Regions from separate parts of the Mus musculus genome. Here region 2 is linked to region 1. A link is a contact called in public HiChIP or PLAC-seq data. All regions are on one chromosome and are shown on one strand. Each heading gives the region's core, a stretch centred on a gene start, on an enhancer-like site or on the middle of the called end of the contact. The rest is flanking DNA. Distances are from core to core; before and after follow the strand shown.

Region 1 (2,711 bases), core at 117-2,616:
GAACCAAAAACTTTAAATTATTATTGCATTATGTATTTAACAAATCACAGAATATCTACTATAGATATTCTGACAATTTCAAACTTAACTGTAAAGAAACTGGATGAAAAGCCCAATAGTTACATTTGCTAATGTTCTGACACTGACTATCATGAACTAAGTTAGCAAGACATTGGGCACCGTGTTCAAGGATGGAATAATACCTAGCAGGAAGAGTTAACATATTGAGGATTCAGAGGCAACCCTGGCCTAATGGAGATTCTCAGGTTTTCCTAGCCTGGAAGACAGGGATCTTCCAGATGGGTGTATCTTCTCTTCTTTTACGGAGAATCTATTTTATTTTTCTTCTGGGAAAGATAGACAAACAGACACAGACACCCAGAGAGACAGGGACACACACACACACACACACACACACACACACACACACACACACACATACATACACACACACACACACACACACACACACACACACACACACAGAGGATTGCAGTAGTGGGCAGTCAATGCCTGGCCAATACCCTTATTGAAAGTTCACTTTCTTGCATGCATTCCTAACTATATTCATCTTGCATCTTATCACAGCCACAGAGACATCCATAATGCAGTGGTTAATGGCTGATCGCCTTCATTCATAAAGATGAGAGGGCTGCAGCTTTACTCAGTGACCCAAAGTAAGTTGTATTTCTCCAGCTTATTTATTAACTTAGAAATGATCCTCTGTGGTTCCATCTCCACAGGCCATGTCCATGAAGATGTATGTATCTGTCTCATACATCTCATACATGGAAAACATACGGGCCTCTGAAGAGCTGTGAGAATACTGTCTCCTTTCTCCTGACTATCTTGTGGTGAGTCACCTAATTTCTTGTGACACAATGCTACTCTGTGTTTGGCTGTGTATGACAGTGGCCAGTGTTAGAATTCAGAGACAGCAATGTAAAACTCCTGTATGGATTTAAGAGTTTGGAGTTGAATCAGCTTAAATCTGGGATCCCTTGGGAATGTATGAAATTATCTCACATGGTGTGGTGTGTGCATAGGGATGTCATAAGGCCTCTTCCTGAGGTCTGTGGGGCAAGAGGAGGGTGATGCCACCGTTCTCCGAAGTCAGATGCCACAAACTATCTTCTCAAACATAATTGCTCATAAATGACTAAGATAGTCACTTGGTCAGCACAGCACCGTGTAATGAGTTGCTTTGCTTTTCAGACATCACTGCTTCAGGAGAGAAGCCCATAGCTTTTGGCACCAAGTTCCTGAACCAGCAGCCTCCAGATTACAGCATATGCTCAGCCAGGAGTTGCTCCCTTGTCAACAATGAGCATTAGTGCAGCAGTTGGAGAGGAAGGAGAAGCCTTTGTCTATTAGGAAGCCCGCAGAGACTGGTTGCTAAGCAACCCAGTGTGGAGGCAGCAACCAGTGTGTACCAGGAGGGAACCCAGGGAGGTGGGCCTGGAAAGCAGGGAGAAGGCATTCTTTTTGCAAATCAGCTGAGGCACTGGAGAATAAAAGGCAGCTCCACTGTCTGCCACCCAGGTAAAGAAGTAGCAGAGAGGTGGAATCAAGCTGTGACTTTAGCATGGAAGTGCTAGGTGCCAAGGCTCACAGGTAACTCTCCTGTCACCTGGAAAACTTTGTGACCTTGAGGAGACTTTTGTCCGCCGAGATTTTCCTGATAGCAGCAATATAATCTAAGGAATCAATCAGAACCAGTGATCTCTCCCACTCACTTCTACTCTTACAGAAACCAGCAAGCACACACACACACACAGTAAACCACAGAGGCACTGAGTCTGCTGTTTCTAACATCCTGTCTGTGTAAGAAAGGGTGGAAGGAAGAGTATATTACTAAAAACTCCGAGGGAAATGGCTTTTGGGGATTCTATAAGCCGGACTTTCTAAATAAAAGGATTGTTTACAATTTGTAATCACTTTAAATGTTTATTCAGGTTTGAATGTGCCTTGATGCAGATATGGAGGAAGTCATCTTCTCTTTGTCCAAGGGTAGCATTTTGCTCCAAAACTCCTAAGACCCAGGGAGTTTAAATAAGGTGCCTTAAAACCCAGGAAGGAAAGAGCTTTCAAGTCTGCCTGCGGAGCACTCCAGGGTTCTAACTCCCATGAGTGATCACCCATGCTCGGGTGGGCACGTGGCCTTTGAGAAGGCCATGCTTCTCTAAGTAACTCCTCACCCACTCTTTTGTAAGTGACCCCAATAAATGAACCGGTTCACCAGCTTAGACTTTGGGCATATTGCTACTTTAGTCTGTCTCTAGTTAGTTTCTTGCATCTTTCGCCCCCCCCCCCCCCAAGTTTCTTAACTAGCTGCCAGATGATCTGAAAGACAGAGAACAGATGCCTTTGGAAGGTACAGAATGCACCGATCTCCTGTACTGGGGCTAGCTGACCTCCTCAGTACCTGCTGGTGCTCAGCTTAAGGTTGGCAATGAATTTGAACTGAGAAAACTGAGATGCCTACATTGTGAACCAATATGCAGGGTGGATTATGGTTTTTGGCATGTGCAGGCACCGGAGATGGAGGCATTGCAGGGAGAAGGCAGCCAGCCGACTGGAAGCTCTGCTCTTGGAATATAGGGATTTGTCGAGGCAGCACTTCCTTACTTATTTTAGCTGTTAACCTTGGCCATGTTACCTGCACTGTTTGGCTGAGGCTTGCCTGTATTGACATAGAAGAAATACTTTTA
Region 2 (2,758 bases), core at 69-2,568, 520 kb after region 1:
GGGCCATGGGAATAAATCAAAGAGTATAAATCAAGGGGCAAATGACCCAGATCTAGAGCTCTGAGTTTCCTGAACAACTAACGATCTTCAGAGATAAGGAGACAGCTCACTCAGCAAAGTGCTTGTTTGCAGGCTTGAGTCCTTGCATGTGACACACAGCACCCATGTGAAAAGGCTGGCTATTGTGGGCCACACTTGGAATTCCAGCTCTTGGGAGTTGGGACAGGTAGATCCCAGGAGAGTCACTGTCCAGGTGGTATAGAGGGGATGGTAATTTAGTGAGAGACCCTGTTTTAAAAAATAAGATGAAATATTAATGAAAACATATAGTCTTAACCTCTGATACTCAGACATTCTTACACATACCCAGGCAACATACCCAGGCACACATGTGCACACATGCACACAACAAAGAAATACCAAAGTATTCTAAAATGTAAATCTCCCCCAAAGGTTCAAGTGATCACATGTAAAAGAAAAGCCAACAAACAAGCAAATAGAAAAAAATTAGTATTAATATCATCACAGCGTGAAATCAGATCATGCTACTGAGCTCTAAGAGTCAAAACAGCACAGCTTGAAGATCGCCAGCTTCCCAGCCCAGAAAAGATTGGCATCTGACAGGGGATGCTTTTTTGACCCTGCTTTGATTGCCACCTGCAGCTTACCCATATTGCATAACCGGCAGGTACACAGTAGTCTACATGTCTCAATAGAAAAAAAAAGTAGAAGATTTAAAAGAAGGAAGAGACAAGTTAAGAGTGTGTGTCTTATGTTTGGGCATGCTGCTGATTGAAACTTTGTAACATTTGAGGGGGGAGCACTTGGGGGGGGAGACTTTTTTTTCTGATGCTGATGCTACAGGGTGCTGCATGATACTGCTCATTTCATAGCCGAGGAAGCATTACTAACTTGCTCAGGATAAACAGCGAGAGGCCAAGGCAGAATTCAAATTAGATTTATTCTGAGTGTGACTGACTCTAAAGTACAAGTGCTTTTTTTTTTTTTTTAAGATAACGATGACTATGTTGATATTTATCCAGTGCTCACCATAAAGCAGTCAAGGTTCTAAGTGCTCTGGAATGGCTGATACCTTGTGTACTTCCTGAGTCACTCTTACAAGGTGCTTATGAGGAAATGCAAGGAGGCTCAGCCATTTCTCTATTTTCTGAATAACTATAGGAGAGAATGTCTCCGAGCATAAAGAAACCAGAAGCTAGGAGGAGTGCCTTTAAGCACTGGATAGGGAGGCAGTGGGTGAGAGGAAGAGGCCCCATGTACTAGACAGCAGGAAGCCAGCCCCTGCTGACCTGGACGGAAAAGAGAGAATCTGGCCTATAGGAGCAAAGAGGGAAAAAATACCATATAAGGACCTTGTAAGAGAAAATAAGGAAACACAGTTTGATGTTGAACTTGGATACAAAATTAAGAGCTTGAGACGCTCTTTGTAGTTAAAGTGGAGAACGTCACAGTCAGACGAGAACAGCTGATAGAATGTGAGTTCCAGCTGGGTCCCATCTGCTGGTGCCTGGGAGAATTCTCTTTGTGTTCTGATGGGCTGTTGTGCAAAGAATTGTATTTCAAAATACTTGCAAATTGGACTCTGATTTCTACATATCCAGGTTAAGCAAGGCACCACTGCCTGAAGAGGGACTCTTGATTTTTGGCTAATTTCATTTGGCCAGCACTGCTGTGCTCCTGTGGCCCCAACCTCTCTTCCCAGAGAACATTGAGTCCCCCAGATTGAAAGCACTATTGTAGACCACAGGGTTCTCATTCAGGAAAATTTGAAACAGAATGCTCAAGTTCCATTTGATAACACCAGGAGCTTGCCAGCATGCTGTCCATTTGGGTTTTCTTTTTTTTTTTTTTTTTTTCTTCTGTGCTTTGGAAAATGTAAGAGAGACTCAGTTGAAGGCAAGAAGAAAGAAAAGGAAAAAGTGATTCTTCCTTCTTGGATAACACAGGCCAGAGACCTGAAGGCTCACTAAAACAGGACAAAGAATCTTTCTCCTTTGTGTGTGGCTTTGAGTTTTCAAGGACTGCCTGTGAGATTTCCTTAAAGATGAGTGCAGAGGCTGGTGCTGTCTGTCAATCCAAAGTTTAGGTAAATAGGCTTCTAGTCATTCGGCCACTTACAATTTTGAGCCCTTGCTTTCAGTTCTTCCTCTCTGCAGGGGTGTTTGCTATGCTACTCCTGTTGGCTATGGTCTCCCAGACTCAAGCAGTTCTGCCATAGCCCAACATGTCTCTGGTCTGCATGATGCCCCAGCAAACCTGGTTTGTCTTCTTATTGTGTATCTGGTTGGTTCTGTGCCTTGGAGCAGAAATGGGTTTGTTTCAGACTCATCATTATTTCTTCTACTCCTAAACAAGAGGCTTTCTCAGGTCAACAGAGAATAGGAAGTGAAGGTGTGCCATCTCTAGCTTTGGATGTTTGGTTATGGGTATTTGAGGTGTGTGTGTGTGGGGGGGGTAGATCAAAAGGGGAAAAGTAAATTCTATAAAACATTGAGTTTCTGGACATAGTGTGCTCAGGAAACATCTTATTAACTCTTTCTTTCTGTTTCCTTTCTTTTTTCTTTCTTTCTTGTGTTTTGGTTTGGTTTGATTGGTTTGTTTGTTTTAGAGCCAGAATTTCTCTGGTTATCCTGGAACTTTCTCTGTAAACCAGGCTAGCCTTGATTTCAGAGATCCACATGCCTCTGTCTGCCTCCCAAGTAAAGGAGTACTCCACAACTGCCCGGTTCATATTCAC

What was found. HiChIP or PLAC-seq counts read pairs in DNA pulled down with a chosen protein or histone mark.
Region 2: a contact with region 1 is called in an H3K27ac HiChIP or PLAC-seq map of VIP interneurons, with 4 times the contacts expected there. The contact joins two enhancer-like sites. A contact is called at or near these places in 1 of 484 Hi-C or Micro-C datasets (cortical neurons) and 1 of 115 datasets of contacts at active chromatin or transcription factors (VIP interneurons).

Annotation. Positions count from the first base shown.
Region 1 is chr11:56,245,850-56,248,560 of GRCm38.p6, forward strand. No RefSeq gene overlaps it. Among named protein-coding and RNA genes, the nearest start is that of Gm46260, 130 kb to the left of the region's middle. Within about 2 kb of position 1,367, at least 84 of the 459 cell types and tissues checked have an H3K27ac peak or open chromatin away from gene starts, as enhancers often do. A contact at or near this core is called in VIP interneurons and cortical neurons, where this site is marked.
Region 2 is chr11:56,761,378-56,764,135 of GRCm38.p6, forward strand. No RefSeq gene overlaps it. Among named protein-coding and RNA genes, the nearest start is that of Gm39826, 36 kb to the left of the region's middle. Within about 2 kb of position 1,319, at least 14 of the 459 cell types and tissues checked have an H3K27ac peak or open chromatin away from gene starts, as enhancers often do. A contact at or near this core is called in VIP interneurons and cortical neurons, where this site is marked.